Linked DNA regions of Mus musculus: all the other regions are linked to region 1. Evidence: chromatin contacts called from public HiCAR-type and promoter capture Hi-C data. All regions are on one chromosome and are shown on one strand. Each heading gives the region's core, a stretch centred on a gene start, on an enhancer-like site or on the middle of the called end of the contact. The rest is flanking DNA. Distances are from core to core; before and after follow the strand shown.

Evidence for each region. Promoter capture Hi-C pulls out the DNA fragments that hold promoters and counts their contacts. HiCAR-type assays count read pairs that join an accessible place to other places. Capture Hi-C pulls out chosen DNA fragments and counts their contacts.
Region 2: a contact with region 1 is called in a HiCAR-type map of astrocytes, with 6 times the contacts expected there. The contact joins the promoter of Habp4 here to the promoter of Uqcrb in region 1. A contact is called at or near these places in 3 of 39 promoter capture datasets (cranial neural crest, hippocampal neurons and pre-B cells) and 1 of 115 datasets of contacts at active chromatin or transcription factors (astrocytes).
Region 3: a contact with region 1 is called in a promoter capture Hi-C map of liver, with 3 times the contacts expected there. The contact joins the promoter of Nsun2 here to the promoter of Uqcrb in region 1. A contact is called at or near these places in 3 of 39 promoter capture datasets (the 3T3-L1 cell line, liver and pre-B cells), 1 of 115 datasets of contacts at active chromatin or transcription factors (pro-B cells) and 1 of 9 other capture datasets (liver).
Region 4: a contact with region 1 is called in a promoter capture Hi-C map of second pharyngeal arch cranial neural crest. The contact joins the promoter of Cdc14b here to the promoter of Uqcrb in region 1. A contact is called at or near these places in 4 of 39 promoter capture datasets (cranial neural crest, hippocampal neurons, maxillary cranial neural crest and 1 more).
Region 5: a contact with region 1 is called in a promoter capture Hi-C map of hippocampal neurons, with 6 times the contacts expected there. The contact joins the promoter of Ctsl here to the promoter of Uqcrb in region 1. A contact is called at or near these places in 6 of 39 promoter capture datasets (cranial neural crest, hippocampal neurons, liver and 2 more) and 1 of 115 datasets of contacts at active chromatin or transcription factors (astrocytes).
Region 6: a promoter capture Hi-C map of hippocampal neurons shows a contact between it and region 1, with 7 times the contacts expected there. The contact joins the promoter of Cdk20 here to the promoter of Uqcrb in region 1. A contact is called at or near these places in 5 of 39 promoter capture datasets (cranial neural crest, frontonasal cranial neural crest, hippocampal neurons and 2 more), 1 of 484 Hi-C or Micro-C datasets (cerebral cortex), 2 of 115 datasets of contacts at active chromatin or transcription factors (astrocytes and pro-B cells) and 1 of 9 other capture datasets (liver).

The regions. Positions count from the first base shown.
Region 1 is chr13:66,903,587-66,906,842 of GRCm38.p6, forward strand. Uqcrb (ubiquinol-cytochrome c reductase binding protein) reads right to left here and starts at 1,764. Exons shown (of 4, transcript NM_026219.2): 1 at 1,707-1,764. The coding sequence starts at 1,725. Gm10767 (predicted gene 10767) reads left to right here and starts at 1,829. Exons shown (of 3, transcript NM_001177750.1): 1 at 1,829-2,035. It also overlaps a transcript of Mterf3 not described here.
Region 2 is chr13:64,160,156-64,163,411 of GRCm38.p6, forward strand. Habp4 (hyaluronic acid binding protein 4) reads left to right here and starts at 1,711. Exons shown (of 8, transcript NM_019986.3): 1 at 1,711-2,179. The coding sequence starts at 1,831.
Region 3 is chr13:69,610,257-69,613,512 of GRCm38.p6, forward strand. Nsun2 (NOL1/NOP2/Sun domain family member 2) reads left to right here and starts at 1,760. Exons shown (of 19, transcript NM_145354.5): 1 at 1,760-1,932; 2 at 2,045-2,202; 3 at 2,682-2,786. The coding sequence starts at 1,837. It overlaps Srd5a1 (steroid 5 alpha-reductase 1), which reads right to left and starts at 1,207. Exons shown (of 5, transcript NM_175283.3): 1 at 711-1,207. The coding sequence starts at 991.
Region 4 is chr13:64,273,176-64,276,431 of GRCm38.p6, forward strand. Cdc14b (CDC14 cell division cycle 14B) reads right to left here and starts at 1,813. Exons shown (of 14, transcript NM_172587.3): 1 at 1,416-1,813. The coding sequence starts at 1,575.
Region 5 is chr13:64,368,901-64,372,156 of GRCm38.p6, forward strand. Ctsl (cathepsin L) reads right to left here and starts at 1,620. Exons shown (of 8, transcript NM_009984.4): 1 at 1,336-1,620; 2 at 128-264. The coding sequence starts at 253.
Region 6 is chr13:64,430,952-64,434,207 of GRCm38.p6, forward strand. Cdk20 (cyclin-dependent kinase 20) reads left to right here and starts at 1,602. Exons shown (of 8, transcript NM_053180.2): 1 at 1,602-1,719; 2 at 2,026-2,139. The coding sequence starts at 1,645. 1700015C15Rik (a long non-coding RNA gene) reads right to left here and starts at 1,485. Exons shown (of 3, transcript XR_873594.1): 1 at 1,403-1,485; 2 at 300-454.

The sequences.
Region 1 (3,256 bases), core at 514-3,013:
CAAACTTAAACCATTTGGGGAAGAAGACTGAGCCTGAGAGAGGTAAAGGAGAAGAGGCAAGGAAGCAGGAGAGTGCCTGATGTTGACCAGACGTGGTACAAGAAAGAAGATAGAGCAAGCTTAACCTTTCTTTTTAAAATGTGAGGGGTAGGGGAGGGAACATGTGACTGCCAGAGGACGTTGTCATCCTTTTCATTTTTGAGATGGCATCTCTCACTGGCTTGGAAGTGCCAAGTACATTAGGCTAAAAGGCCAGTGAACCCCAAGATCACTTGTTTCCTTGTCTCCAGCTCTAGGATTAAAAGCATGGATTAGGGCTACTGAGACGTGTCTCATATAATGGAACTCAGTTTATTTAAAAAGAAAAAGCTCAACAAACAAAATGGGTTCTGAGAACCGAAATCAGGCCAGTATTTACATTGCAAGGCAAACTTTTTACCAACTGAGCTATATTCTCAGTCCCTAAGCGTTAAGGCTACTTTCTTACCATAGAAGGAAAAAGAGGCTCCCTTCTTATTATCTCCTTCTAATTTCCTAATCCTCAGTACAGATTACTACATGGCTTCCTCCAACCTTTAAATTAGAAGTCATGCATAAAATTGTTTCTAAGAGAAATTTAAATTGTCAAGGGCTAATGCTCAGTTGGTATATTGCTTGCCTAACATACACCACAAAGCCCTGGGCTCCAACTCCAGCACTACATAAAACATGCATAGTGATTCATTCCTGCAATTCCAGCATTTTTAGGGTGGAGGAAAAAAGAATCAGAGGTTCAAGGTCATTCTTCAATACACAGCTAACTTGGGCTACCCTGGCTCAAAAAATAAAAATATTAAAAAAAAGCATAAGAACTAAATTGTTAACACAGCAGTGATTATAATATCGATTAATATTTACTTAACAAATGTGTCAGGCACTACTCTGTTTGCCACATTATAGATCAAAAGCCTGTTGCAGAAAAGGAAGCTGGCTTACGTAAGTATTAAACTCAACAAAACAGAATACTTTTCCTAAAATTGTGTCAAATGGGTAAAATTAATGCCTTCAGAATTTCCAGGGACTGTGAGAAGGTTATCAGTATTGTTTTTAAAGACTATTCCAACGTATACCATCAGTGGGCAAAGATTAAGCTTTAAAAAAAAATAGGAGGGGAGAGGGTGAGTAATATTTGATGTGAAAACATTCTGGCACTCTATCTCAAATTTGTTCTAGTGCCTACATTAAACAAAAGTCCTTACAGCCCTGCAGCCCCAGCTCACCGTCCAGATATGCCAAGGTTAACCTGAAACCTCACTATAACCCTATCTTACTTCCTTTTAATTCTTCTGACAAGTCTTAGGAGCGTCATGCGGGCTCGGGCGCTGTTTGCTCCGATCACTGTCACTGAAGTGGCCTGCGCCTGACTCCAAATGCTCCCCACTACTCGCTGTGGCTGTCGTCTGCTGACCTCCTCACCTCCCTAAGCTGTCCCAAGGCGGAGGGGAAGGAGGCCGAACCCGGTCAGCCCCGCTGGGCTCCTTCCGGCAGAGGTCCCTGTTCTAACCCTCAGGCAGGCCCGACCTGGCTCAGCGAAACCTGTCCTTTGAGCTGCTGGGTCGCCACGTCTCTTATCACAAACTAGCTATTTAGCTAACGCAAAAGGAGAACAAGTTCGTGAGAAAATACAACCGCTCCACGATACCCACAAAGGAGGAGTAATTACTCACCAGCAGATCGGCCCGCCATTTTGACCTGAGAGTGAAGCGCTGCCTTCTGGGTAAGTCCTAGAGGACACGCCGGGCTCCTACGCAGGCGTCCTGGATACTTTAGGAAGGGGAAGGGAGGGGCAGGCGCTGCTCTGACCGCCAGCAGAAGGCATTTACTCTTTCCTACCTGAATGGACTCCACACATTAGGCTGATCTTTTTGTGTGCCTTGTTACAAAAAACATTCTTCGCGACACAATGGGGAAAGTACTGCGAAATTAGGAGACAGTGTTATTCAATGCTCTGTTATAGGAAAGAACCTTTGCGGAATAAATGGAGTCTTGGAGACAGGTAATGTAGTAAATGATTTTCAGGCAAACCGCATCTCAAAATGCATGGAGGGGATGCTAGGACGCTAGAGGACGCTTGATGCTCAAATTCTTTATGTCAAATGGTGCGGTGTTTTAATATAATGTATACACTATTGCATTCTTTAAATCACCTCAGGATTACTTTAATACAGAATATAAAGTAAGCACCACACAAATAACTGTTATACTGCACTATTTTGGAAGTAACACAGGTATAATGAACATTTATAGTTAACACAGATATACCCCTTCCCGATCTGTGGTAGACTCAATCTATAGGTCTGCAATCTTTGGGTTCAGAAGTGTGGCTATATTCTCATTTAATTCTAAATCATCAGTGTAATTACTGGTGCTATCAGTATTGAAGAGAGAAGGAAGCTGAGCCTCAGAAAAGTTCAATAAGTTATCCAAGGGCATTGAAATTGGGTAGAGTCCAGGTTTGTTTGTTTGTTTGTTAACTAGAATTGAGAAATCCAGTTTCAAATTCGGGCTTCCTTATTTCTAGGATCATATGCTGCACAACCAATCCCAGATAACTTTCAGCTTCTAGGCTTCACTTTCCCCACCTAAAAATCCCTATCAAACAATTTTAGTAGAAAGTTAGGTTGGATAAGCTTTAAAAATATTAACTTTAAGGTAGGAGTAAATGGCACATGCAAGATCCAAGAATTCAGTAGTCTGAGGCAGGAGGATCCCTGCAAGTTCAAGACTACAGTTGTCTACATAGTGAATCTGGCATCAGTCTGCAAGACCTTACCTAAAACAAAACAACAACAACAAAACCCCTAAGATATATTTAGAATTTGCATATAGTATTAAAAATGGAGCAAGCAGAAAGACTATAGACTGTGCTTTCAAGATCTCAACCCCAACAGGTAGAGTCTAAAATAAAAAACTAAGGACAGAAAGTGGAGTTACTGTTGAGTTTTACTATGACTCGATAGTGGTCTTTTTTTTTTTTTTTTTTGAGGTAGATACTATTTATTATTTCTTGGTTTCCCTCTCATTGACATCAACTATCTTTTCTGAATTTTGGACTGGATTTAATGTCAAAAATACAGAAATGAGCTGGGCAGTGGTGGTGCACGCCTTTAATCCCAGCACTTGGGAGCCAGAGGCAGGCAGATTTCTGAGTTCGAGGCCAGCCTGGTTTACAAAGTGAGTTCCAGGACAGCCAGCAGGGCTATACAGAAAAACCCTG
Region 2 (3,256 bases), core at 461-2,960, 2.7 Mb before region 1:
ACTTGCTTTCTGTTACAGCTGGAAATTTGTTTCTCAGCTGGTAGTGCTGTCTGGAGAGACTATGGGGTCTTTAGGGGAGGTCCTCAATGTAGGGTATGTTACCCCTGTCTGATTCCTGTTTTGCTCTCTGCTTCACAGTCCACCATGATGAGAACAGCTTTCACCTCAGCCGGGCTCCCAATATGAACTGGGAGCTTCACCATGTCTTCTTGCCAAGGTGGACTAAATTCCTCTGATACTGGGCACCAGATAAATCTTTGCCTCGTAAGTTGTTGATGACGGGATCCTAAGTTTGATAAAGTGCAATTTTGCTTGTGCCTTTGATGTCATATTTGCAAAATTATGGTATTGTGGGTGCAGCAATGCGAAGGTAACTAAAACTATCCCTATCCCTGACATCATCTAAGCTTTCTTCACACAATGGTCCAAGGTTCACCTGTTTTGTAGTGTGTGCTAACACTTGTTCTTTTTCTGCCCTCCCCCCACCCCATCCTAGCTTCTGTTGTAGCACATCTTATTCATCCATCACCCAGTTAATGGGCATTTGGACTGCTTCTTCCTCCCGGCTATTGTGAATAGCACCTCTGAGAATAATACGAGTTTTCATCTGAATACCTATTTCCAATTTTGGCTAGAAAAATACAGGCTCTAATCTTTAATTCAAAGAAAGAAGTGGCCACCTATCTTAAAATCTCTAGCCATCTGACAATTTACTGAGAACCCCTGAGGTCCCTGAATGGCAAGCCCAGGAAATTACAATTTGAGACAAAAATCACTTTTGATTTCTTTGCACAGAGAAGTTGGACAACAGTAAAACTCAGACCTTTTTTAACACCTGTATTTAATTATTCCTTTCACATGTTCTATGAAGTAAAACATATGTTCTATGAAGTAAAACTGCTTGTGATAGGGAGGGAACCAGCAGGCAGGGATGGCATCATGGAGAAGGGCAATGTGGAGACAGTTTTGAACAAAGTGTAATGACATAAACATGTATATATACACACACATATAAACACACAAACATACCATAAGAACCATTACTTTGAATGCTAACTTACAAAATTAATTTTCAGGAGAGTGATGGCTCAGAGAGCAAAGGCACTCGCCAGCAAGCATGACATCTAATTTGGAGTTTCATTCCCCAGAAGCCAGGCCTTAACTGAATGTCTCAAAAGAAAAACAACCGCTATCTAAACCTCACCCTGTCCGCTCCCGCACTCATCACAACATCACAGTGGGTCTGGGGTTGTTTCTTTGCACTTGAATGGGTTGTTTTGGTCTCTTGTTCCTGTCACACCTCTTGAAACGCAAGTCTCTCCAGGCTTCTTGAATGGGTCAGCACCCAGCTGAGGACGCTGCCTCTCCTCTAGGCACTTTCCCTCAGTTTACAGCTCTCCCCCAGACACGCAAGCCCTTAAAGGCTCTTGACTAGGTCATTTTGGTGAAGTGTGGCGGTGTGCAACCAGGCTCCCCACTGGCGCACACCGGCGAGAGAAGGCTTGCAGCCTCCCTGAGTTTCTGGTGGTAGCTCCGCCCAAGCCCCATACCACCACGCCCACAGGCTATAGAGTGGGAGGGGATAAAGTGGGGCGTGACGTCACAGACACCGGTCTCCCATTGGGTCTTCGTGCGCCCCGGGGCCGAAGGGCGTGTCCACCAGCGCTCATTGGCTGGGGCGCGCAGGCCGGGAGGAGCCGACCGCGGGGCCGAGAGTGCGGCGGCGGCGGCGGCGGCGGCGGCAGCAGCAGCAGCAGCATGGGTCCTCGCCCGCGGCTTCGCTGAACCTCACTGGCCTGGGCTGCCCGCGGCGCCCGCAGCGGCGGCGTCATGAAGGGGGCCCTGGGGAGCCCTGTAGCCGCCGCGGGCGCCGCGATGCAGGAGACGTTCGGCTGCGTCGTGGCCAACCGCTTCCATCAGCTGCTGGACGACGAGTCGGACCCGTTCGACATCCTGCGGGAGGCCGAGCACCGGCGCCAGCAGCAGCTGCAGCGCAAGCGTCGCGATGAGGCGGCGGCGGCGGCCAGCGGGGCCGGGCACCGTGGCGGCAGGAGCCCGGCTGTGGCCTCAGGACACAGGCCTGGCGCAGGCGGCCGCAGGGAGTCGCAGAAGGAGCGCAAGAGCCTCGCGGCGTCCGGCGCACAGCAGCCAGACAGCCCTGGGGGCCCGCAGCCGCCAGGTACGCCGTGGGCACCGAGGTCACCCCTGCAGCCGCTAGCTCCAGTCGCGGGGACCGATCCCGGACGCGTGGGCGGATCAGAGCTGGGAGTCCTTATGGGCGCAGGACCCGGGGTCATCCTTTCAGGGGCCACCCTTGAAGATAATAATCCTCTCGGGGTCACGTTTCCAGGGATCACTCTAGGGAGCCACTTTTGAGGGATCATGACCCTCCAGGGCCATCCTCCTGGGTGGTCATTTTCCCTGGTCACCCTATCTCAGTGGAAGGGTCAGGGTTTCACTCTCGGTGGGCTCATCCCAGATGGGGGACAGTGAGCAGAGCCGTGAATCTTGGTGGACAGAGGGCCTTTGGTCATTCTCCCTGGGTCCCAATCCACGAGGGGTTGGGAATCACCCTCTCTCCGGGGCTGGGGGTCGTCCCTATCCATCCGTTACGGGTGGGCCGAGCTGGAGGTTCTTGATGGGCAAAAAGGCATAGTATGACTCTTCCGGGGTCACCCTCCTGACATTCCTGGTTTCGTGGAGGAGCTGGGACTGACAGCCTGAGAGTTGCGCAGCTGGGATTCTCACATCTGCAGCTGGCTGCATCCTTCATCTTCCCTCCCGGCCTCTGCGGGACTCAGCTCTGTAGGCGATGCACTGCTGAAACCTTCAGGGATCCCAGATTCTGGGCCTCGAAATCCTGGGAGGCCTGGGTACCCTTACGTGTGGGAGCCCCCGGAAGGCAGACTTGAGCCCAGGGTGAGTTGGGGTGGGCTTGAGGTTCCGGCTCCTCTGCGCCTTAGCTCTTTTCTCCATCCTCATATGGTAGCCTCTAGGTGTTAGCTGACATCGATTGCAGGTGGAACAAATAGTGTATGTGGGACTTGTTATTTGTGATTGATTGAATACTGTTTTTTCTAGAAGCGGCTTTAGCCTTTGCAAGCGGAATGCTCAAAGTTACCCTTTCTGCTTAATCAGAAGGGGTCAGCCCTCCGCTGGGTGTACTGTCTGCGTGGGAGGCTGCTTCAGACTTCGTGGCTGTCACCTGAGCTGCGTCAAGGCTTTTGCAGCCAAGCTCTCACCAAATGAACGCCCG
Region 3 (3,256 bases), core at 510-3,009, 2.7 Mb after region 1:
CTGGATTTAAGAAAGCAGAGGCTATTAACACAACAATGCATTCTCCCAGCCTCTCTGGGAAATGAATACTTTAGGATCAGAGAGGATAAGAGACTTTCCCATGTCCCAAATGTCACAGAACTCAACTTCCTTAGATATAGAGACATCCTTTTTTTTTTTTAATTGTGCACTTTTCAGAATCTAGATGAAAACATTTAAACGTTATTAATAAATGTTGGGTCAGTTAAAGATAAGACCTAGAGACAGTCCAGTCCAGTTTATTAGAAAACCCAAAGACTTGAGGCGGTCACTAAAACATTTTTCACATAACACCTCCTGGGAAAGATTCATACCATCTCACACAGAGAAAGCAAAACATCTCTGAAATTGCTCCAGTCCACATTCGGGGTCCACAGTGGTTCCAGAGTAGGTTGTTAGCAAGCTGAAGCTAGGTCACCTGGCTATGGGACAGGCTACCAGGGATAGATTCCCCAAGGGGGAAACAGTAGAAATGCAGCTTGGATGGCATCGCAGATACTCCTTAGGGCGGAGTCTGCAGATGGGCAGGGAAGAAATCCGGACCACTGTGCCACTATCCCTGACCAGACACGAACTTCCACCGCTTCTGTGCGGTCCTTTCTACCTCCCTTTCTAGACAATCCTTTGTATTTCGGAATTAAGTCTCTGAGCCGCGGGTCCTCGGGAGCAAGCGCAGGAGGGAAGACCATTACCTTTGCACGTAGTGGATCAGAAACATAGCTAGCAGGACGCGGTTAGGCAGGTTGCCCAGTCGGGCGGCTGCAGGACGGATGCACTCGTACAGCGGCCAGGCCATTGAAGGCAGCTCCTGTAGGAACCAGGCAGGTCGCGCGGGCACTCGGCGGCCGGACCACTGCGAGGAGTAGCGGCCGTAGGAAGAGCCCACCATCTGGAGCCCCACGAAGGCCACGAAAGCCAGGAAACCCTCCAGGTAGACTAGCGCATCCAGTAGGCGCAACTCATCCAACTCCATAGCTGAGGTCGAGCAGCGTGCTCCATGCTCGGATGTCCAAGTGGAGCCACATATAAGCTCAGGAGGAGGGCGCAGAGCAGCCCACAAGGGCCAGCGCTCCAGCAGGGTGTACCTGCCCAGGGGAGGGGCGAGCCACCTGCTCGGGCGGAGACAGGAGCACAGGCTAGCACCACCAGAAGATACCCTCCCGCCCGTAATCCAAACGAGAGAACGATTGGGTAAAACCCCGCCCACACAGGGAGCCACGCCTCTTCGGGGGGAGGGCGCCTTAGTCTCGAGCCCCGCTCCTCAGAGCCCCGCCCGATCTTGGAGCGCTACACACATTGGCTGAGAGCTCCTTTGGCTCGCGAAAAGTTCTGCCGGAGCTCCGCCCCCTCAGCGCCACAGCGGAGCACCAGAGCCTCGCATCACCCACAAAGTCCCGCCTACACAGCAAAGACCCCGCCTCTTCGCTCGAAACAGACTCTCGCTCCGCCCCGCCTAACTTGCAACCACGCCCCTCCACAGTCTAACCCGGACAGCGACAGATCGGACAACACTCCATGACTCTCTGCGCACGCGCTACGATCAGGTCGTCCATGCAGGTGCCTGAGTCTCTGTGTAAGACGGGGAGATTCACGCTCAGTGGCGTTTAAGGTTGATTTGAGGAAACACGTTCTCTATAGGAATACCACCCTTTTTTTTGCGTGAGTTCTCGGCGGGAGCATGTTGTGTCTTTCAGGCATATTTTTTGACTGCCTCTGCTAGGACCCAGCCGCGGGGTCCTCGGGATGCAGCCGGAAGTGCAGCGTGCGTGCGGTTTGGTGGGTCGCTGTGTGCGCTCCGCGTGTGCAGCCGCGTGGGCCATGGGGCGGCGGGCGCGGGGCCGGCGGTTCCAGCAGCCGCCGCAGCCTGAGGGCGAGGAAGACGCCAGCGACGGCGGCAGAAAGCGAGGCCAGGCGGTAGGCGCGGGGACGAGAGGGGTGTCTGGTGGGCTCGCGCGTGCGGAGCTTGCTCGTGGGCCGGGTTCGCGGGTGTCGGTCGGAGCTTGCTCACCTGTCGCTTTCCTGGCAGGGCTGGGAAGGTGGCTATCCCGAGATCGTAAAGGAGAACAAGCTCTTCGAGCACTACTATCAGGAACTCAAGATCGTGCCAGAGGGAGAATGGGACCAATTCATGGAGTCACTCCGAGAACCTCTCCCAGCCACACTGAGAATCACTGGGTACAAAAGGTACGTTTGCTGTGTCTTTTCTGAGGTGTGGACTTGGGGGCTGTAGTGCACAGGAACGTCCTCGGTGGGACATTAGAATATGAATAGAAAACGCGACCCGGGAAAGACTTGGGTCCTATGGGGGACCATCAGAGCAGCAGGAATCTTTGCCTCTCTTGCACGTCAAAGTACGTTGTCCGCAAGACTCGTGGCAATTAAAAACTGAAGCTGTGACAAAATGCAGTATTGCTTTTACCTTATTTGTAAGGTGTGTCCAACAGAACAGTGAACTGGAGGGAGTTAGAAAATTGATGGTGTTGCTTTCTTAGATGTTAACAGGGCCTAGGTGTTAAAAAGTCTGCACACCCCGGAGCGCTTATGGAACGTCTTCTCAGAACTGGTTTTACGTTTAAAACACTTGGCAATCTTAAAGCTATTAAATCTTACCAACTCACCTTCTTAGATGACTGTGAAACTTGCTTTTTTTTTTTTTTCCATAGCCATGCCAAAGAGATTCTCCATTGCTTGAAGAACAAGTACTTTAAGGAGTTGGAGGACCTGGAAGTAGATGGACAGAAAGTTGAAGTTCCACAACCACTAAGCTGGTGGGTACAGAATGCTTCCTCGTGCTGGGTGTTTCTTAGGTCCCCAACCCCCTTTAATGCACTTCTCAGCTCTAAAGTCACTGTCGGCTTAAAGAGCTTGGTTGTACTTTCCTTTTTTTTTCTTCTTATAAAGATTTACGTGTTTATTATATATAAGTACACTGTATTCAGACACACCAGAAGGCATTACAGGACTCATTACAGATGGTTGTGAGCCACCATGTGGTTGCTGGGAAGGACCTCTGGGAGGGAGAGAGCAGACAGTACTCTTAACTGCTGAGCCGTGTACCTAGTCCCTGGATGTATTTTTCAAGCATCTGTTTGTCTGTTTTCCGAGACAGGATTTCTGGGTGTTCTGAAACCTGTAGACAAGGTTAGTCTCAAACTCAGATCCACCTGCCTCTGCTGGGTGGATTAAATCCATGTACCAGCATCATCTGCCTTATTAGATTTATGTATGTATGTATACG
Region 4 (3,256 bases), core at 563-3,062, 2.6 Mb before region 1:
TAAACGCGTTTAAATCCATAAACATTTTTTATAGTTTAACCCTTTAAAGCCACACACCCTTTGGCTTACAAAGCATTTAAAATCAAATGAGATTTTGAACACATCAATTGGAGGCTAGCATTCTGCTATGAAGTACCGTGCAGAGCAATGCAAAAATCAATCGTATACCATCCTGCATGGGTTTGCAAAGAATAGATACATATGTGTGCCAGTGGAGGATATTTCTGGAAAGATTCACGAGAACTTGGCAACATCTGTTACATTTAGGGGGCACTTCTTTGTCTTTGCCACAAAGTTTTCTCAGTATACTCTGTGTATCTTTACAATTTAGAGCTATACGAAAATAAGTTTGCCCCATACAAAAAAAAGAGCAGAAATAATGTGCAGATTCAACCAGCACGAAGTCTCTGGAAGGAACCCGGGCAAGGGTGTCTCCTCCTTCAGGGTCACACACCGGTAGACCTGGGCAGACACTAGTCAGGGGCTATAGTTAAAACAAGTCCTTCGTCTTCCTCCTTCAAACGCTAAAAAAAAAAACCCTTTCCTCTCCTCTCAGCTTCCTTTAAAAACCGGTCTTACTTTCTAGTTGCCCATTAATCTAGAATATACTTTCTACTAAATTTGTTTGTCTAAACACTTCCTAAATAAATAAATGTCACCAATCGAGAGCCCACCTAGCAAAGTCCAAGTTCAAGTCTTGGAAACCTTTTCTAAAAACCCCACCAAGAGGTGGACACCATCCGCCCCAGAAAACGCGGCACCTTCCTTCAACCGCGCAGGCAGCTATGCAGCTGACAACGCTTTTCCACGTACATCAGTACAACGAAGGCAAAGCTCTGGCTTCTCTATCAACCCCAGCAAACCGAGCGGCTGCCAAAACGGATTTCTTTCGTCTTCAAGAACTGAGACACCAAGAAAAAAAATCACCCTCGAAAGCGGCTATTCTACCCGCTCCGGCTGGCGGGGATTTCTCAAAAGTGACACCTCTGAGCTCTTAGCACGCTTGGTGGTTCAAACGCCATCAACGTGACACCTTTCTGGAGGCACGAGAGGGAGGGCAAAGATCCCTCAGGAGGCCTGAGAGGGCGCGACAGCGTGGGGGGCGGGGGGGGGGTGTCGGACGGCCGGGGGCTCGGGCCGGATCCCACGCGTTGCTAAGGCTCAGCGAGGCTTTGGGCCCTCGGGACAGCAAAGACCAGCGGGACTCAGCAGAGGCTCGGACTCGCGTGGGAACAACCGCGCCGGCTCATCCCGCGATGAGGTGGGTTCGAGGGCAGAGCCGCCCCGCTCCCGAGGCCGGACTCACTTGCAGGAGTGACCCCTCGGCCCATCTCCGGTAAAGTTGCTACCGCGGGCGCACGGGCGACTAGAGGCTCGAGGAGGCGCGAGCCTCGTGGGGGTGTGGCGGGGCTCACCCGTGATGTCCAGGTACAGGTCGTCCTGCTGCTCCAGGCGGTGCAGCTCCTGCGGCGTGGAGCTGCGGCTCTTCTTCACGCCGGGAGAGGAGGACGAGCTGCGGCGTGAGCAGGGGGGCGCGGTGGCCCAAGCCGAGCGCCGCTCGCTCTTACGCTTCATGGAGGCGGTCGCGGCCCGTCAGGGGACCGCGACCATGGCCCGGCAACCCGGCCCGGGTCCTCGCGCTGCGTCTCCCGCCGCCCGCGACCCGGGGGCCCCACAGCGCTGGCCGGTGGCTGGAGCAAAGCGCGCGCTCCCTGGGACGCTGCTGCCGTGGCGTCCGAGCTCAGCGGGCCGCGGCTCCCGGGGACCCCCAGGAGGGATGTTCCGTGGAGCTTCATTCACAAAAAGAAGGGCCCACAACCCTCCTCGGGGCCTACCGGCTCGGGCCGCTCATTGGTCAGTGCGGCGTGACGTCACGCAACTGGAGCCTTCCTACAGGCAGGTACTCGGTGACGCCATAAAGAAAAGTCTGAGCGCTTCCGCCAATCGGGCAGAAAGCGTGCTGGCGACCCCCTTGGTGGGACCCCTCTAACTTTTGTCTCTTGTGTCCAGGTGTTGACGCCTCAGTCCCCAGTTCCTCGAGTGAGTCTCCGAGTTCCTGCACAACCCTACCCTAATAACTCCACTTCGGATCTTTGAGATGGAATTTTTTTCTTTTTTAAGTGTTTCTTGGGTCTCCCCTGTAATTCGCGCCAAGGGAGCCTTGTCATGGCCGCCTGCTAGGAGAGTGTGTAGGCTGCTGAAACGGTCCTCAGCTCTGTGGACGCAAGGCAGAGTGGACCTCAGAACTTAGAAGTTCAGACCAGCGCCGTTTTCCCACCTATCCGATCGGATCGGATCGATAAGGGCTTCTTAGCGTCGGTGAAACCACCTGGAGATGCGATTTACCGCGGTGGTTTGAACCTTCCGACACCTCACCTCGGAACCCAGGAGCGCGCTAGCTCTCGCTGTGGGTAGCCGAGGTGGCCACGGTCCGACTTAGCACGAAGTGTTGGAGCATGTGGCCAGCTGAGCAAACGGCCTTTTCTCCTTTGGGTCTGCAGTGGTACCGCCCCATATTTTGCTACTGGGTTAAAAAGATATCAGATCTTTCTGGAACTTGACCATAGCTGCCATTTTGAAGAGCCCAGCTTCACGGTAGCATCTACTTGGGCGAGGAGACTGGAAGCAGTCGGTAGTCCCAAAGTCCCCATCGGCAGGACTGTAGTCAACAGCGATTTAGTCTGAAAGGGAAGTCAAGAGTCAGAGGGATAAATTTCAGTCCCTCCTCCCCTCCCCCAAAGAACCTCTCAGAAATGCAGATTTCACGAAGTTCCTTCCCCTAGGGAAGGCTTCTTTTGTTTTGAAGCCCTACCTTAAGCCTGCTGCTTCGGAAAAGATAAGATATGGGACTGGCTTTCCTTAGCCAGGGGCCCTTAAGAACCTGCTTGTTCACCTTTCGGGTTTCCATAGGACATCAACGAAGGCCTTACATTTAAAATGTCTGTAGTGTTAGCAAAAACTTTTGCCCAGGAAGAGAAAGTCCTTCACACGGTTCCAAGGACTCACAGTAGAAGGGCCACCAAATGTCACAATCAGAAATTTTATGAAAAGTTTTTTTTTTTTTGGTTTGTTTTTTTTTTTTTTAACCACCACTATAATCCATAGGATTACATGGAAGAAAGTGTTCCACTACACAGCCCAGACTGGGCTGAAAATGGCATCTGCCTCTCCAGTGCTGGGATTCCTGGTGTGAGCCACTGCAGGCACCTTACTGGATTCTCCCTCCCTCTCTCTCTCTCTCTCTCTCTCTCTCTCT
Region 5 (3,256 bases), core at 370-2,869, 2.5 Mb before region 1:
CCAGGACAGCCAGGGACACACAGAGAAGCACTGACTTGGAAAAACAAAAACAAAACCCAACCAACCAAACAAACACTTCCAAGGGCAAGGAAGACCATTCTCTCTAGACAATGTAAACACTACAAACCGTGCCATACAGTCTTCTGTGTGTGGACTTCCACTGGTGCCACTCTGCACTAAAGGTTTGATCAAATTTTGGAGTAGCTAAGGCTGTTCCCAAGCAGAGGACAGCCAAAAGGAGTAAAAGATTCATGGTTCAAACACCTAGGGAAGGAAAAAGAGGAAATGAGAATCCCACGGAAGCTTTCTCTTTTAAGGACAGTTTCTCATGTAGTTTAGGCTTTAAACTTTTTCAATGACCCATCTCTCAAGTTTAGGGATCCATGAGCCACCAGCCCAGCAGTAAACCGTTCTGAGTTGAAGCATCCTTGCACGTGTTAACAAATGTGATTATGAGTGGAGAAAAACAAGTCAGGAATTAATCTTTGGAGGTTCCTAGACTCTAGCTACTGAAACAAAAACAGCCTAGTAGTCATTGGAACAGGGGTAAACCCTTTTCTCTTGCTTTTTTTTTTTTAAGGATTTATTATTATACATAAGTACACTGTAGCTGACTTTAGACGCACAGAAGAGGGTGTCAGATCTCATTATGGGTGGTTGTGAGCCACCATGTGGTTGCTGAGATTTGCACTCAGGACCTTTGAAAGAGCGGTCAGTGCTCTTACCCGCTGAACCATCTCGACAGCCCCCCCCCCACTTTCTCTTATTATAGCGCCACGGTAGTCTTAAGTCTTCCGATATTGTATGCGTCAGAATCTTAAGAGGACAACTGGGTCCAGGTCATTTATTGACAAGTATTAGTGACCCCAAGTGGGCATACAGGAGTACCCAGAGGGTGGGTTGCCACCACACACTTTAACGCACAGCTGCACATCAGGCGAACTGAAGCCTCAAGGCGATGCCTCCTTATGCGATCTCAGTTCGGGTTAGGGGCCAAGCTGGGCCCGTCCGGGGGAGAGGGGGATGGGCGTCCGCTCCGCGCTCGCGGCCACCGCCCGCGAATGTTATGGCGGCACAAGGAGCCCTGGGTCCCGTGACCAGCTTGAGGGGGTCCCGCTGTCCCTACGGGTCCCGGCAGCCCGGAGTCACATGACCTGATGAAGACCCCGCTCGACAACAAGGGCCTATCACTTCGGGGAGGCCGAGGACACATCCTCGAGATCCTGGCCCATCCGGGGGTCTCCAGTCCGGGTTGCAGATGCTATGGTTCCCACATTCTAGATTCCCCTACCTGCCCTTGCTCGGGAAGCCTTTAAACCCGCGGGGGTCACTCACCTGAGGCGGCTAGCTGCGCACAAGAAGTCTGCAAACTCGGATCCCCGGAGGTCGCCGAGGTCCGAGAATCTGGAGGAACAGCGCCGGGCTCAGGCTTTAAAGCCTCTCAGGCTACAGCCCCGACAGGGCCCGCCCCCGCCCCGTCATTGGCTATGCCTGCCTCGGGGCGGAGCCTGCGGGAGTCCGGGCGCGTGACGCCGCCGGGTCGTAACCTGTCCTGTGGTGCAAGCCTTGGGGCGAGGCTGATCCACTTTGGAGGGTCCACGCCAGCGTGGTGCCTTGGTTCTGTAAGAAAAGCGTAGGAAAAAAAAGGCCTGCTGTGGAATTTCCACCTCAGCCATACCTTTCCTTTTGTATGAAAGTTGTAGATTAAAATGTGCAGGGTGGAGAGTTGCATAACCCGTGGTTTCTGTTTAACCCACAACAATGCTGATGTAAGTGGAAGAAGACAGAGCGGAGGACAGAGTCACCTCTCCAGGGTCTGGCTGGACGGGTGTCCATAGAATTTAGATCAGCACGTGGCTTCTAACGCCGCACTTCCTGCCTTACCTATACATGGATTGTTCCTTAGGAGCATTTCTCTCAAGTCTGGTAGAAATTCTTTTCGTGGCAGGCGGGGACGCGGCGGTGGGGGTGGGGTTGTAGGATGGTGGCTAGAAAAGAAAAGAAAAAAAGCGGTTGAGAACGATGGAGACTGTTTTCCTACTTTACATTATGAATTGTTTTTCTTACTTTCAATTTTTTTCTTTCTTTTTCCTTTTTTTTTTTTTTTTTGTCTTTTCGAGACGGGGTTTCTCTGTGTAGCCCTGGCTGTCCTGGAACTCACTCTGGAGACCAAGGCTGGCCTCGAACTCAGAACCGCCTGCCTCTGCCTCCCAAGTTTTGGGATTAAAGGCATGCGCCACTTCTGGAATTTGATAAATTCGCTGGAAAAGATATAAGTATGTGTTTGAGATAGGGGTTATAGGGTTTAATAATGTAGACCAGGCAATCACAGGCATCCTGGTTTTGCCTCTCAAGAGCCGGGATTAAAGCTATCTCCGAGCTATCCGCTTTAGTTTCCTCTTCCTCACTCAAGAAGAGTAATATTTAATAGAAGGCTGTAGTTGTGTAGCTTGAAGAAATTACTTGGATAGAGAAAAAATATATATACAGGTATAGGTAAGATTGAAAGAAAATAATTCGGTAAAGTGTAATTTTTTTTTAGCCATATAAGATTTTTTTTATTGGCTATTCTGTTTAGAAGCTTTATAATATTTGAGTTTGGTTAATTTCAGTATGTGATTTTTAAAAATTTGTATTGTCTTTTTTTTTGTTTTGTTTTTGTTGTTGTTTTTGTTTTTGAGACAGGGTTTCTCTGTGTAGCCCTGGCTGTCCTGGAACTCACTCTGTAGACCAGGCTGGCCTCGAACTCAGAAACCCGCCTGTCTCTGCCTTCCAAGTGCTGGGATTAAAGGCGTGCGCCACTACTGCCTGACTTGTAATGTCTTTTATAATAGTATTTAAAATATTTTCTGAGACAGGGTTTTCAGTGTAGCCTTGGCTGTCCTGGAATTTGCTCTATAGATGAGGCTGTCCTCAAAACTCACAGAGATCCGCCAGCCTCTGCCTCCCAAGTACTGGGATTAAAGGAGTGCGCCACTACCTCCTGGCCCTAAAAGAAGTATTTTTTTAAAAGTGATTTAAAAGATCACGTTCAGGGCTTGGTGAGATTGCTTAGTGTTAAAGAGTTGCCTGAACCCAAGCCTAAGTTCAATCTCAGAGATCTATATGGTGAAAGAAGAGAGCCAAAAGTTGTTCTCTGACTTTTGTATGTGCTGTTGGCACATGTACACCTCCCCGAAAATGAGGCTTTTGTTGTTGTGGTTGTTTTTTGAGACAGGATTTTTGATTTCCTGGCTGTCCTGGAACTCCCTTTGTA
Region 6 (3,256 bases), core at 352-2,851, 2.5 Mb before region 1:
AGTCCACACTTGGATTTCCTTTTTCTGATTTAAACCTAGGCGTAGTGTGTGCCACAGGTATGGCAAAAACTTTCACTTATCTCATTCCCTGAGAAGAGGGTCCCACAGCCAGTCCATAGAGCCTGGCTAGTTTCATATTCTATTTAAAAGTTTCGTTTCTTTTGGGTTTGAGAAAGTCTCACACTGTAGCTCAGGCTGGCCTGGAACCTGAGGCAATCCTCCTGCAACTCCTAGTCTCTCTAGTATTGGGATTGTAGGGAGTGAGCAACCACCCCTGAAACACTTTTTAACAAACGCACACAAAAGTGGTAATTTCTTGGCATCCTTGCCTTCCCACGTTAGTGTAGGTTCTTCTCCCCTCTCTTCTGTCTTGATTTCTCCACAGCTTTACCATGTTAGCAGGTAACCTTGTCCATACTGGCTTCGTACTTGAGATTCTCTTCGTCTTGGCCTGCTGGATACAAGAGTTATAGTCAGAACAACTGTATCAGGTTTATCATCTACGTTCCTGATAGTAATCATCCTAAAGGGTGTAAGATATCTTATTGTGGTTTGATTTCATTTTTCCTAATTAGTAGGGGTGCTGGTCGTCATCTCATATACTTGTGGACACCTCTCTCTATTTTGAGATAAGGTCTCTTATTAAGCAGGATGCATCGCACTGTGTAGATTAATAAGACCCTGTCAAGTACTGGGACGGCAGATGTGATTTAGAGCAACCAACATAGGTGGTACAGGGAGTCGAACCAAAGGCTTTTGTTCACTCTAGGCAAGCACCTCACCAAAGGAGCTTTATCGTCAGTGCTAGTAAGCTTTTTAAAAAAGGTACTTGGATTCATGATGCCCTTTGGGGACCAAAGACCCAAGTGATTCTCCATGTGATGGTTTGTATATGCTTGGGCTAGGAAGTGGCACTATTAGCAGGTGTGGTCTTATTAGAGTAGGTGTATCACTGTGGAAGTGGGTTTTAATACTCTTGCTGTCTGGAAGCGAGTCTTCTCCGAGCAGCCTGCAGTTGAATATGCTCCTCCTGCAACATACCTGCCTGGATGCTCCATGCTCCCTCCTTTGATAACAAAGGATGAATTTTTGAACATGTAAGCCAGTCCCAATTAAATGCTGTCCTTATAAGAGTTACTTTGGTCATGGTGTCTGTTCACAGCAGTAAAATCCTAACTAAGACACTCCACGACTCAGCTCTGTGCTTGTCTGCAACAATGATTTGCGTCAGTTACAAAGAGGCCTAAATGTAGAGAGCGGCTGAGTGAGTGCCTGCCACCTGATACTCTTGCTGGTTTCTGGAAGTCTTCCACCAGATCCACCTCCCTACCAGAGGCTCCGCCTCTGGGCGAATGAACACACCCTTTACATGCGTAGCCCTGCCCCTCTCAGCCCCACGCACCAGCGTTTCTTGTCACGTGGTGCTATGGCCACGTCCTGGAGCGTTAGATTACGATAGAGTGACTGCCGAAGGCTGCGGAAAGGTGCTGCCTAGAGGGGATGCAGATTCCTGACTGAGCTCAGCACTGGTCTTTCCGGTCACGTGCTTTACGGAGCAGCTGCTAGACGCGTTATTGCTAGGCAACGCTTGCAGGAGCCTATGCTGGATCCCTGTAGAGTAGGATCTGGGCACCGCGGGCCGACATGGACCAGTATTGCATCCTCGGTCGCATCGGGGAGGGCGCCCACGGCATCGTCTTCAAAGCCAAGCACGTAGAGGTGAGACCATGCCGCACGTGCAGTCCGAGGGATGCCCACTGCGCTCCCTCTGCAGTCTTTCCGTGTAGAGATCTGCTAGCGCGCGCGGGCGCGCCTCAGAGGTCTCTTTAGGATACTTGGCGGGGTCCCATCTGTGGCGATCCCGCTTCCAGCGGCCGGACTGCGGGAGCGCGACCCCTGGCGGTCGGTTCAGATCTTCCCGACTTAGGGGCGGGTCTCTGTGGGGTGTCTCGCTCCTGGGGTGTTCTCTCCCTGCCCCTACCTTGCCAAAGGTCTCTGGCAGTGTCGGCACTCTTTCCTGCACAGACTGGCGAGATCGTTGCCCTCAAGAAGGTGGCCTTGCGGCGGCTGGAGGATGGTATTCCTAACCAGGCCCTCAGAGAAATCAAGGCTCTGCAGGAGATAGAGGACAGTCAATATGTGAGTGGGGCTGGGCTCAGGTGGTCATGCAGGGCTCGGGTGAACAAGACCGGTGGCAGGTTCCAAGACAGCAGCTTCTCGACCACTTTCATTCATTTCCATCCCTCTCTACTCACCAGTATACACTTTAAAGGAGTCCTTTCTAATCCCCATTCTGCCCCCTCCTGCTTACTCCTTATTTATGCTCCCAGATCCACTCTCACCTGAGTACTTAACCCTCCCATTCTCTCTCATTTACACACCCATTGCTCATATGTTTATGCATCCCCCCCCCTTTAACTATTGTGTGTGTTTCTTTTTGTTTTCTCCTTTCCTTCCTATACCTGCTCTCCCACCTTCCTTATGCTAGACAGGTGCTGGGCCATTAAATTATGCCCCTAACCATGCTGACTTCTCAGCAGTTTGCACCCGTTGAGCCCCTACTTTGTTCTGAAGGATATCTTAAAGACTTTCATGTGTGGTCACCCTCCGTTCACCCTGCTTTTCTCTCTTTCTTTCTTCCTTTCTTCCTTCCTTTCTCTTTCTCTCTCTTTCTCTCTCTCTCCCTCTTTCTTTCTTTCTTTCTTTCTTTCTTTCTTTCTTTCTTTCTTTCTTTCTTTCTTTCTTTCTTTCTTTCTTTCTTTCTTTCTTTCTTTCTTTCTCTTCAGGGTCTTTGTTAAGCACAGGGGAATGCTTGGCTTTTATCATCAGCTCATGGGTCTGCAGCTGAGTGACACTGCCAGAATGCCCCTGGGGCCTCCTAAAAATTCTGGCCTGTACACAGCACTAGTGACACTGAGGAATTGGTCTCAGTCTGATTCCTGAGAGCTTATGTGTGATGGAATCAGTTTGTGTGCTCCTGTATTGTGAAGTGTAGTGGTGTGTGCCTCAAAATTTACTGCAGATGAGATATGTGTTCATACCTCATCTTTATAACATGAGATATGTGTTTATATATGTGTACTGTGTGTAACATGTGTACTGTCTGAATGTAGGTGTGTATTTTTATTTGTTCCAATGCTGGTTTACTGCCAAAATAAAACCTTCACTAAGGTGGTTCCTTTTTGTTGTTGTTGAAAATAAAAGGGCTTTCCAGGCAGCTTATGTGTGGGACAGGTGGTTCAAGACCCATAAGGAT